Regions from separate parts of the Mus musculus genome. Here all the other regions are linked to region 2. A link is a contact called in public promoter capture Hi-C data. All regions are on one chromosome and are shown on one strand. The core of a region is the stretch at or near the end of the contact, and the rest is flanking DNA. Distances in the headings are between cores, read along the strand shown. Region 1 holds the start of Syt9 (synaptotagmin IX). Region 2 holds the start of Dchs1 (dachsous cadherin related 1). Region 3 holds the start of Cyb5r2 (cytochrome b5 reductase 2).

What was found. Promoter capture Hi-C pulls out the DNA fragments that hold promoters and counts their contacts.
Region 1: a promoter capture Hi-C map of liver shows a contact between it and region 2, with 2.4 times the contacts expected there. The contact joins the promoter of Syt9 here to the promoter of Dchs1 in region 2. A contact is called at or near these places in 3 of 39 promoter capture datasets (cranial neural crest, hippocampal neurons and liver), 3 of 115 datasets of contacts at active chromatin or transcription factors (astrocytes, embryonic forebrain and embryonic stem cells) and 1 of 9 other capture datasets (embryonic stem cells).
Region 3: a promoter capture Hi-C map of pre-B cells shows a contact between it and region 2. The contact joins the promoter of Cyb5r2 here to the promoter of Dchs1 in region 2. A contact is called at or near these places in 3 of 39 promoter capture datasets (cranial neural crest, frontonasal cranial neural crest and pre-B cells).

Annotation. Positions count from the first base shown.
Region 1 is chr7:107,369,381-107,373,361 of GRCm38.p6, forward strand. Syt9 (synaptotagmin IX) reads left to right here and starts at 1,410. Exons shown (of 7, transcript NM_021889.4): 1 at 1,410-1,767. The coding sequence starts at 1,623.
Region 2 is chr7:105,784,437-105,788,803 of GRCm38.p6, forward strand. Dchs1 (dachsous cadherin related 1) reads right to left here and starts at 3,114. Exons shown (of 21, transcript NM_001162943.1): 1 at 2,923-3,114.
Region 3 is chr7:107,756,234-107,760,398 of GRCm38.p6, forward strand. It overlaps Cyb5r2 (cytochrome b5 reductase 2), which reads right to left and starts at 1,799. Exons shown (of 9, transcript NM_177216.4): 1 at 1,725-1,799; 2 at 952-1,078; 3 at 678-750. The coding sequence starts at 1,029.

The sequences.
Region 1 (3,981 bases), core at 160-2,659, 1.6 Mb after region 2:
ATCTGCACCCCAGCCCTGGGCCTTAGTTTTAAAGGAAAAAGTTTAGGAAGTGGGGAAAAAAAAAAAAAACCAAACAAACTAAAAATAGAAACCCAAAATAGACTCTACGTGCCTTTCCACAGCTATCTGGATTTACCTTTATAACTACAGCTGCCCATTCTCTATTACTCTAATATAAACTCCACCAAACCCAGCACTGCTCACCACACAACTTCAAGTTTTGTCTGTTGAGCAAATATTCCTTATTTGCAATATGATTCTTAGACAGCACATCCTTATGGGTAAGAGTCCTAGCTAATTGTTCTAGAATGAAGTTTGACATTAGGATTACATAAATATGTAAGAGAATCAGGGAGAAAGAAAAAGAGGAGCGGGTGGATGAGAGGCAGGGAGAGAGAGGGTGGGGGAGAAGTCTCTTATGAACTTAGGCAAGTACCACCTCTCTTGAGTCTGTTGTTTTAGTGGCAGCGTGGAGATCACACACACACACACACACACACACACACACACACACACACACACACGTTTAAGGCTCTCTATCTAGAGAATTAAATGAAACTATACAAAAGGCTGTGGCACAGTGCCTTGGGCACACAAACAAGCTAAATAATTTGTGGTTATTTCTGGGCTGAGTGCCTAAAAAAATGAAGAGATGGGTAGATGAGAGGTGACTGAGGTCTTTCCAAACATCCACAAATTCTGGATCCTCTGTCTCCTGTGCCAGGGAAATGCTGGCAACCTTCGCATTTCCAATCAGCTTCTTAGAAAACCAATCAGGACCTGCAAAGCTCCAGGTGAGCCTCAGCGTCTTTCCGGAGGGCCATACATCTGTCCTCATTTCTTATCTGAGCCTCCACCTTCTCCAAATCACCATCACGCTGTGCATCCATTCTTTGTTGGAAAATCTTGGCTCTAAACCCCGCATTTGGGCGCGTGACACCCCTGGGCCCGCGGTTTCTGCTCAGACCGCGCTTTCCAAGTTTAAAGAAGGTACTGAGATCTCGGCAGGTGTAGTCTACCCTCCAGCCTTCGCTCCATACAACCGAGAACGTGCTTTGGACCCACGCGTGGCTCCAGAGCCCTGAGGGATGCTAGGTTTGCATCTGGGCGGAGAAATGGGGTGCCAAGAGCGTCTAGCACGCGCACCAGCTCGTACTTCCTGATCCTGGGCGCGGCCGCTCACAGCGCAGGGTCCGGAGCGGAATCAGGCGCTTCTCCTGCAGTGGGCGAGCGCCCCCGTCCCGGGTCCCTACCTGGCGCGCCTGCTCTGCGGCGGCCGCGGCAAACCCCCGCCCGCGGCGCGCACCCCTGACCCGGCCCCGCCCCCGGCGGCCGCGAGTAGCGGGCGGAGCGCGGAGAGGCGCGCTGGGCTGTGCGGCGCCGCCTCCCCTCCGCGCCGAGGGAGGGACGAGGGGCCGCGCGGGAGACGGAGAAAGCCCGAGCGAGCGGCTCTCCGAGAGCTGCATGCAACCGGTGGGAGGCCGACCCGGCTGGCGCTGCGGCTCGGGTGGGGAGCGCGGACCGGCCGGTGGCGGCGGCGGCGGCGGCAGCTCTGAGCTGGCAGGCGGAGGGCTTTCTCCCGCGCCCGCCTGCCCGGCGCGGTCCGAGGATGCGGGGGGGCGATGCCCGGGGCCAGGGACGCGCTCTGTCACCAGGCGCTGCAGCTGCTGGCCGAGCTCTGTGCCCGAGGGGCCCTGGAGCACGACAGCTGCCAAGATTTCATCTACCACCTGCGGGACCGTGCCAGACCCCGGCTCCGCGACCCAGGTAAGCGCGGCCGCCGCCGCTGGCGGGCGCGACTCGAGGGCCCTGAAATGGGGACTTGGGGACCTAGCCAGGGCCTGAGGCAGGAGAGCGACGCAGACTGGAGGAGGGCAATGGGTGACCATTGAGCCCAAGTAGGTCTCCACAACCAGCGCACCACGGCCTGATGCTGGAACCCGGCGAACTCGGGCGGAGGCTGCCGCGCGGAGGCCGAGCCAGGGTGGGCTGGGGCAGGCTTGGAGGAACCACGCCCGCCACCTGCGCTGGGCTCCTGGGGGCGGCTCCTGAGCTCGGGGCTGCGCCCGCCACTTCACTCGCGAGCGCCCGGGAGCCAGGCGAGGCCACGGAGGCCTCGGAGCTGGGAGTGGGATCTGAGAGCCAAGGAAACTCTGTGAAGTTGGGAGTTTGGCACAGCCGGGCTGATTTCCACCCGAAGCTGCTCAACCTGAGTGCCCAGTTTCCCCCCAGGCTCTACTGTGGAAAGGACCAGACAAGATCTTGTCTGGGGCCGGGCCCCAGAGTCACACGACTAGAGCGGCTGGGCCTGAACCCTCTCCTTTCATGTCTCAAGGTGCTTAGGCAATGAGGCCTTGGCTCCCAGTTTGTCTCGCAGTGATAGCTTGGCACACTAGAGTGGTGGGCTTGCTGCAGCTGGCAGTTGTCCTAGTGAAAGTTGTGAGGCTCCTAACTTTGTAAAGTTCGCTTACTTTGGCATCTGACCAATTAAGGTCAGAGGAAGGTGTTTTATTTGAGCAGTTTGCAAGTCCTACTGTTTTCTTACTCATCATTGGGCACTGGAAAGATGCATTCATTCCTTTTGGATATTTCCTGAGCATCTTCTAGGCTGGAGGACTCATAATCTCGAATATTTTTCCAGTCTAAGTGTTTTAAATGTTAAAAGGCAAATCATGGTTAGACTGTTAAAAGAGGGATGAAAGAATGGCCTTTGCCTTGATGTTCCTGTGTGCAGACATTGGCAATAAGCAATTGCTGTGCAAACAAGTAAATGTGAGCATTTCTCATTTCAAGCCAGTTCATTCTATAAAAATACATTTACAAAGGATAAAGAGTGACTTGACTTTTAACTAGGAACGAGCCCATTTAAACAACCTACCTTTAATAGGACAATGCTCAGTGTGTGTGGCAAAGGCAGGTGTTAAAAGTTTGTCACATTTTTCTGTACTCAGAGGATCTATTTTTTTTTCATGCTCATGGTTACATTAATAAATTTCTCAAATGATCTCCAATCTTTTACTCCAAAGGGGAGAATTAAGTGGAGAACTACAGATTGCAGTGATTTCCCTGGAGGCTTGGTTGTCCAGCTTCTGAGTGGCTCTTTGATGGATGAGCGTGTGCCCCACAGACCACAGATATGAATGGAAGTGCCTCACCTCCCCCCAGGAATCCCAGAAAGATGCTCTGAGTGTGGGGTGTTCTGTGCTTACATAGCAGGACCAAGCTCATTATTAACACACTTTTCCCAAAGCTCATGTTAGTACTGACACCTCTCTTTGTGTTCCTGCCCCTGTGAAGCAGATTTTCCTTGTTATCTCAGACAAGTTGTCATCTTTGGCTTTACAAGAGAAGGGGGATGCAGCCTGTCTCTGAATTGGGCTTTAATAAGCCACATCTTTCTGGTCAGTTCTCTCTCTCTTCCATTTAATGAAGTGACTGCTTCCCATGTGCCTAGACTCTCCCAGTTTCCACACTGGGTGGGCCTGAAGGAAGAGTCCCAAGCATACTCCTTACAAGAGGAACTCTGGTTCCTGAACTGGGAAATTGCTTTCAATGACTGTCTTGCTGTTCCCTGACTTCCTGAAAGCTGTGTTCTGCTTAAACTAGGGCACATGGCTTTGAGGTAGCTCCTGCCCCTCTGGCTCTTTTCATTGTGTCAGGAAGTAGCCTGAGCTTGAGACAGGAGAAGGGCCCTGAAATTAAGAAAGTGGGAGGAATTTATAGCCAAAGATGCATTTAACACACCACCCTCTCTTTCAGGGCACATCTGCTCAGTCCAGACCTCCCCATCCCTCTCCCTTCCTCACCTTGCTCACAGTAATTCTTACATACATCTCGTGAGTGCATGTCCTTTCCTCTGAAGCTGTTCGTGCAAACCAAGAGTGCCCTTAATCTCTGAGCCCTAAAGATGAGTGGCTGAAGAGGCTGCACTGCGCATGCTAGGTGAACGGCTGTTGGGTAGTTTGACCCAGAACAGCTATG
Region 2 (4,367 bases), core at 1,864-4,363:
GTTATGGGAGGAAGGATAAAAGGTTCAAGAGGGTGCAAGTGAGATGTGGGGAGGTAGAAAGTTGCAGGATTTTTTCAGTGAGTGAGCAAACCAGGATTTCTACTCTCTGTCCTCCTTCTCTTCCAACACCCACATCCATTTTGTCAACATGCTGACCCCACTGTTTAAAGAGAAACTCCTGTCTCCTGCCATTCCTCCAGTGCTGGCCAGTGGGATCCCCCTTCCTGGGTTTCTACACCACCCCACAGCTATTCTTCCCAGGCACCTCCCCCAGTCACCACAGACCTGCTGCAGTGCCGTTTCTGAAACAAAGCTGGCTATATCACTCCACAGCTTCAAATGATTTGATGGCTTTCCATTATTCTGGGGTCAAATGAGCTTCCTGTGGCCATGGAGACCCTGAATGATCTCAGCTTCCTCCTGACACTCCCATCTCTCCCCGCTTCTTGCTCCGAGTGTCACATTCACTGGCTTGCTCTATCCCTCAGACACAAGATACATGAACTTTTAAAGGCCGTTTTCTTGGCTTGGAATATTCTCCACCCATTCTGCCTCATTTCCACGGCTCCTTTCCTTGGCTGACTCCCGACTAATTCACCAATTTTACATTTAAATGCCACTTCTTTCAGAAAGTCTCTTCTGGACTTTCTACCCTGGCTTACACTTTCTTGATGAGACCTGGTATGTTATGATTCTCACCCCCACAGTGTGTAAGTTCCCTGGAGGTAAAGAACATGTCTATTTTGTTTACTCTTTTACAAAGCCCACTCTGCTATAGCGTCTGGCAGAGTAGATGTTTGTATGTGCATGCTGAATGAACCAGTGGGTTAATTCGTCTACTGAAAACAATGGATCGAGGGGTTTGGGTGTGTGAAAAAATATTTCTTCATAGAAGGTTCTATGTAGGGATTAACAGAAGCCAGGATTTCTAAGTGCCATTTAGTGCAGCTAAGAAACCATTCTAGATAGCGTTGATAATGTGCATGTGGGAAAGCTCAAAGACAGTGCAGTCAAGGAATGTTTGAAGGGATTTCTTCACAAATGAGCTGAGGGGTGGGAGGGTCAAGTAGGAGCAAATTAGGAAATCTAGGGCAAGAGGTCAAGGGGAAAAGGTCATTATCAGGTTAAAGCAGTGGTTCTCAATCTGTGGGTCATGACCCCTGTGAGGGAAGGCCATTGAAAAACACAGGTATTTATATTAGGATTAATAACAGTAGCAAAATACACAGTTATAAAATAGCATTGAAAATGATTTTATGGCCGGTGGTCACCACAGAATGGTATTAAACGATCACAGCATTAGGAAGGTTGAGAACCACTGGGTTAAAGAGTAAAACAGGAGAAAAGGCATCTGGAAGCTATAAAGAGATGGAAGCTATGTTCAGAGTGGAATACAGGTTGGGATGGAAGAGTTCAAACAGAGTAGTCATGGGACAAAAGAGCATACCAGGAGCGAAAGAAACTGAGGAAATTGTGCAGCTGGTGTTTAGGGAGACTCCATGGAGACTTCCATGGTAGCATGTAGGACCAGGGGGGAAAAGCTCACATCCAGCTCTCAGTGTCCAGGAGACAGAAGTTCTGGAGTTCTGGGGATGAAGAGTAACAGTGTGAGTCTTAGAAGCTAAAGGGCTTCTTTAGCAGTAGCAATACCATATAGCTTTCCTTGTAGTATGGATATATGGTCCATGACTGTCTCCTAGAAGTTGTACAAGAGGTTCGGAGGTAAGGACAGTTACAACACAACCTTCTATTAGTTCTGAGTCACCTGTGACTTATGTGAGCAGGCTGAGGAGATACATAAAAATCCCTGTCATGCCCTGCCTGATAGTATTTCCAATTGGCATGTGTTGTTCTGAGAGGTGCTGGCAACACCATTGTCTCCTGTGGTATGAGTTGGCTGTGGCAATGACTCTTCATGTAACATGGCTGGAACATTACTGTTGTATGGACACCACACTGAGAACTTCTTCCACAGGTACATGCTAGCTTGGCAGGCATCTATAGTGGGTGTAAGTTGGTTCTGACAGTTCCTCTTTAGGGGTGTCCAGGCTGTGAGTGTATCTCTTGAGAATGTATGTTGCCTGGGACTCGGTCCCTGTGGGTTGAAGAGGATTATGACTATGTCCCCTATGGGTATTTGAAGAGTTGACATAAGTGACAATATTTTTCTGGCCTATGACCTGTGGCTGTGGGCCCAGCCCATGCACACTGAGTTCATTGTGCCTTTGAGTTCTCTCTCCCCACCCCCTCCACGTGGGACCTAGGCTTGCAGTGACCTCTCTCTGTCCCCTGACCAGGACTCTGATCTAAGCATCCTGGACAGAAACTTGCAGGCTCTGGTACCAGGATGCACTTAGAATACTAGTTTGGGTGACACACTGCCACCTCAGGCTTCCTCCTCTCCCCTCTGCTTCTCTTTACTTCTGCTCCCTCCGTTTCTTTGTCTGTGTCTCTGTGTCTCTGTCACACACCCATCAATACGTTCTGACACATGGCTCCAATAGAGCCAGGTAAAAGGCACCCAGGCACACATCCTCACAAGGACCTGCTTGTCCTGGCACACCCTCATTCTGACCCACACCCCCTCCAAGTGACACGCACATGCACACACAACCGCGCGAGGACACTCACTGACTCACACTCACTGCACACACACTGTCCTGCCCTCACCCACCAACCCCCCGCCCCCCAACCGCACACTCAAGCACCACCACACACTCCCACTCGATGACACCCGCACACAAAGACCCCCCGGCCCTGCCCCCATGCTCACGTTCACGCTCGCCCTCTCCCGCAGGCCCCGGCCCCCCCCTCCCCCATTGTCTCGGCTCAGAACAAAGCCCCCGGCTCCGCCACCGCCGCCGCCGCAGTCGGGGAGGCCGACCGACCCCGCGGGTGCGGCCGGACGGGCCGGTCACTGACCTCGATGCGGTGCGGGCTCCCTCGCCCAGTGTTGGGGCGCAGTCCGGCCGCGGTCAGCCCCCGGGGCAGCGCCCGCCAGTGCGGGGCCTGGGGCCGCGCATCGTCCGCTTTGACTGGCTCGGGCTCACAGTGCCCTCGGCGCGGGCCGCCGTCTGTCTGCGCTCGCTCGACCGTCGGTCGGTCCGTCCGTCTGTCCGCCACCGCCGCAGGGGCGCCGCCTCCTGCACAGCCACCCCGCGGAGGATGCAAGATGCGCCGCCGCGGCCCGAGCCCCCTCCCCTCCCTCCCTCCGCGCGGTAACCCGAGCCCCCGCCCTCCGCCGAGCCCCCGCCCCCGCCCCCACCCGCGCTGCCGCGGTCCCCGCGCCTCCCGCCCGCCCTCCACCCCTCCACTTCCCGGCCCCAGGCCCCAGGCCCGGGCGCCGGATCCCGCCCCAGCGCCGCGCCGTCCCTTCTCCAGGCTACTACCGCGCCAGATCCTTTCGTCCCGTCCCGTCCCCTTCCTCCTCTCCGTTTTTCTTTCTCCATTCTGTACTGGTCTTCGTTCTTCCATCCCTACTCCGCCATGGTCCGCTTCTGCCCCACTGCCCTGTTCTGTCTCACCCCTTCACACCTCTTCTTTACCCACTTCTCCCGGTCTCTCTTCTCGTTGTTCTTTCTGTATCCAGCTTCCCTCCATCAAATGCCCGCTATCTTGCTCTGTCTGTTCGTCCGTCTTCTCTGCACCTTTTCTCCCCACCCCTTTTCCTGGCTCTTTCTTTTGTCCATAACCGCTCTTACTTCACACCTTTCCCTTCCCTTCATCACCCCGTCCTCTCCTCTTTCCTTCCGTCCATCTTAACATCCCCGGTCTTTTCTGCTACTCACTTACTACCCTGTGATCCTATTCCCTTTCCCCCTGTCAGCCCTGGCTTCTCATTCTCTTATTTCCTCGTCCATCCCAAATGTGAATTTAGAGATCGAGAGGTATTAAACCATAGAGTTTAGGGGCTGGTGGTAGTCTGAGAGTGTATTTCCCTAGATAAGTAAAATGAAAAACTGGGTAAGAAGATGACAAAGGTCTTGAGGGACCAATTTGGGAGGAAGGCTTTGTATGTGTGTGTAAAGTCAGTTAAGTGGATGACAGTAAGCAACCTGGAAGCTTTTATACCTTGTCCTTAGGACTGTGATCGATGTGAGGGAAGAAAGGCATTCTAGCAGGTACAAGTGGCACAGAGAAACTGGGAACTTCTAGGAAGAGAGGACAAAGGACCTTAGGGAAAAAGGAGGGAGTATGATCATGGAAGATGGAAAGAGAGGCTGAGATGCTCCATGGTTATCTGGGCTTCAGGCTTGCACTGCCCGGTGGGTGGTGGTGAGCAGGGGTGGGGAAGGGAATGGGCTTGGAAAGATGATGACTTGGGATTTGGGGCTTCTGCCTTTGAAGTGCATGTTGGGTAGGTAGGT
Region 3 (4,165 bases), core at 549-3,048, 2.0 Mb after region 2:
TAAGGCTGTCCTCTAGGAGACAAGGGGAAGGGCTTCTCAGTCCCACCTTTGTTCCTTAGGTTTTTCATCTTATGAGCTGTCTAGAGATGTTACTGATGAAACTAGAAGCGGGACAATTCAAGAGGTCAGCTGGGATTGGTTTCCACAGTGAGTCCCTCCTCAAGTGGGTCTCAGGACCCCTCAGATAATCCATCCAGTTAGGGCATTTGCACTGCTAGTGATTCCCATGTATATTGGGCCTTGACTGCAAGGGAACATCTGTTCTTGTCATCCCTGAACAACACAATGAAGTTTCTGAATTTTCATATCCATCATTCATTTTACCCTCACTATACCTGAAGTAGGCAGAAAAGCCTGGGAAATACTATAGATGGAAGAAGGTCAGAGATGGTGAGGGACTGGCCTTAAATTGCATGGACAGGAGCCATTAAGGAGATCTTAAACTTCCTGACTCTAAGCTTACGTCTTATCAGTGCTCCTCAAGCTATTACTATTGTGACAGTCCAAGTGGGACAATGGGGACACTGTCCTCAAGTCCAGCTGCCTATTCCCTCCATTCATGTGGTCCAGGGTTATATCAGTGTACCCTCCATATCCCACAAGAATGGGAATCCATTGCTAATAGGAGCCAAGTACTCAAACACTCAGACTTGGACATGTCACCAAGCACTGCTCACCGACAGGAAGCCCCAGGACATGGTCTGGTGAGGGCAGCCCAAAGCGGAACCTTCTGGTGTTGTGACTGATTTGCTGGTTAGAAAAAGAAGAAGAAGAAAGAGGTAGGCAGGTTCTGTTGACTCTCTAGGAGTTTTGCTTTGTGGTCCAGATCTTTAGAAAGGTGCTCCATTTGGTCCTGAGGTGACTGATCACCTCATATCCCCAGCTAGCATTCTCCCCCACCCCCACCCTCCCCTTTCACCTAACCAGAGGGAGGTTTAGGTGACCCACTACCTCCTTCTCAATCAAGGGCAGCGGGTACTTGGCTTCAGGGTCCTGTAAGGTGATAAGATCTTTCTTCTTGACACTCATTTTCTTCAGGGCTATGAGAATCGCAGTGGCCCCGGTGACAGGTTTGGTCCTGGCAGATACAGTGTGAAGACAGACCTCAGATTTCACCCATGCTGGGCTAGGCAGCTCTAAGCCTGGCTGATCTTATGTCTTACAGGACTAGCAGAGAGAAAGGTATTAATACAGAAGGCTCTCTCTGGGACCAGCGTGCAGAGGTTAGCTGCAGGTCCAAGAAGACCCCTGGACCAGGCTTGACACCTATCCCAGAGTGCTAGTGTCTCCAGGCCCTCATTGGTCATCTGCCTCCATCCTGGGGGGAATGACTGTGGGATCCTTACCAGCTAACAGCAAGGCTGGGGACAGAGCTCACCTCTCTAGAGACTTGCCACACTCACTTCGGATTCCGCTGGAGCAGTGGAGCAGTGAGTGGCTTGGGGACTCACTAGCACCTTCCTATGAGTAACTGAGGCAAACATATACCTGTAAGAGGCGTGGCCAACCTCCCTATAATAGCCCTCAACTCCACCCAGCTCCTCCCTCACTAGGCCAGTTTGTTCTCATCCCAACCTGTTGCAGAAAAGTCTGCAGCTTAGCCCTGAGGCCCACTGTCCCAACCAGCTGGGAAACCGCCCGTGAATCCTGCCTCGGCCACCGCCTGCGGCTGTTCGCCTAGCCCCGGGTTCCTTCCTGCCCCGCGCTTTCCCGGCAGAACTCACCTGGAGCGAGATGCCTGACTTATCCTCGAGATGAACAGTGCCTTTGATGGTGGGGATGATGAAACATCCGGCAGTGGCCGCTGAGGAGCTGACTCCTGCCCCATAGCGACGGATTCGAGCTTCTGTGTCACATGACTCTGGCACAGGACTAGCCTGGCGCTTCTGCAGCTGGCCGGGTGGGAATGGGGCTTATCTCCAAGATCCCTATGCAGGGATCCCTCTGCTTCTTGACTTTCCTGCGCATGTCAGCAGCCTTGAGGAAAATTCAGCCTCCCCAGCTTGTTAAGAGCCTGGCAAGATGAAGGAAGGGGTTGCTGTAAACTTGTTTACAATGCAAACTGAAGAAGAGTTGCAGCCTAGAGGAAGACTGCATATCTTATTTAACATGCTTCCTGAGCTGCTACCCTAGCCTCCCAGGACCAAGTGTTTGCAGGATTGGGGTGACTGCAGCCAGTCTTTAGTGGGAGACCGGACCGGACTCTCAGAGGCAGGATGAGAAGTTCAGATTATGAAGATTCTTCACAATGCATTTCAGAACCTTGGTTTCCTCTTCCACGCTTGCAAGTGGCAAAAGGAAAACTCATTTCATAGTGAGTTAAAGGTCAACTTTGGCAACTTAGTAAGACTAGCTTAAAGTTGAAAAGCAAACACACAAGCCGGGCGTGGTGGCGCACGCCTTTAATCCCAGCACTTGGGAGGCAGGGGCAGGCGAATTTCTGAGTTCAAGGCCAGCCTGGTCTACAAAGTGAGTTCCAGGACAGCCAGGGCTACACAGAGAAACCCTGTCTCGAAAAACCAAAAAAAACACAAACACCAGCCCAACAACAACAACAGCAGCAAAGGACTGAGATACAGGACATGGTTACCTTAGCTTGTGCGAGTCCCTGAGTTTTTAGTCTCTGGTATAGAGAGGGGGAAAGCCCAGATTGTAAAATGGTATTTCATGAAGGTATTTGCATCAAATCATTAGCTCCAACGAGAGACATGTACCCCCAACAGCAGGACTAGGAAGCCTCAGGTCCCCAGAACTGAAGTTAGAGGCAGTTGTCAGCTACCCAGTCTGGATGCTGGAAGCCAAATTCTACTTCTCTATAAGAGTGAGTTCTCTTAACTGCTGAGTCATTTTTCCAAGTCTTAAAATAATCTTTGCTATATAAATAGTTTCCCATTATTATAGATGAAATCAATTCACACAGTAATGAGATGAATATACTCCTTACTTTTACAAGAAGAACTAAATCTTGGCTGAATATTTGATTCCACACAAGGTAGTTGAGGAATCTTCAATGTTTTTCAGAGTTCATAGATTTTTTTAAATATATATATAATTGTTGATGCTGAAACTCAACATTTTGTACATACATAGGAAAAAAGACAGAAGTATGTTTAGGGCTTGTCAGAAGTTGCTTGAAATTCTGCCCCAATCTCAAGCAAAATTTCATATATATTATGAAATTCAAGTTGGTAGCTCAAACAGCAATTTTAAAAAACAAACCCTGTGACACAATCCAGCCCAGAAGAGATACCAGTGTGATATTTATGTGCTAAAGAATGATGGCAAAGAAATAATGTCTTTGTTTTTATCATTAAATAGTATATTTCTTTTTTCATCAATTTATTTATTCATTTTACATCCTGATATCAGCCTCCTCCCCCAACCCTCCTCTCACAGCTCCTTGCAGCATTTTCCCCCTCCTCTTCTTTTCTGAGGAGGTAGAGGATCCCCCTACCCCCAGAATCACCCCACCATGGCACACCTACAGGACTAGGCACATCCTCTCCCACTAAGACCAGACAAAGCAACCCAGTTAGGGGAATAGGATTCACAGGCTGGCTACAGGTTTAGTGGTGTGCCTGCTCCAGTTGCTGGGGGACCTGCATGAAGACCTGAAGACTAAGTTATACGTCTACTACATATGTGTTGGGGGCCTAGGTCCAGTCCATGCTCACTCTTTGGTTGGTGGTTTAGTGTCTGGTAGCCTCCAAGAGTACAGGTTAATTGACCCCTTTGGTCTTCCTGTGGAGTTCCTGTCCTCTTTGGATCCCTCAATTTTCTCCCCAACTCTTCCATAAGTCTGCCTGAAGTTTGGCTGTAGGGTTCTGCATCTGTTTCTACTGGCTGCTGGGTTGAGTCTTTCAGAGGACAGTTATGTTAGACTCCTGTTTGTAAGTTAACAGACTATCATTAATAGTGTCAGGGATTGGTTGTTGCCTATGGGATGGGTCTCAATTTGGGCCAGTCTTTGGTTGGTGATTCCCTTTGTCTCTGCTCCATCTTTGTCCCTGCACATCTTGTAGACACAGCACAATTTATGCCAAAGATTTTGTGGATGGGTTGCTGTCCTTATCTCTCCACTGGAGTCCTGCCTGGCTATAGAAGGCTCCATGTCCAACACTGCTAGAGGTCTCAGCTATAGATTCCCTGGGGCTTTCCCCATCCC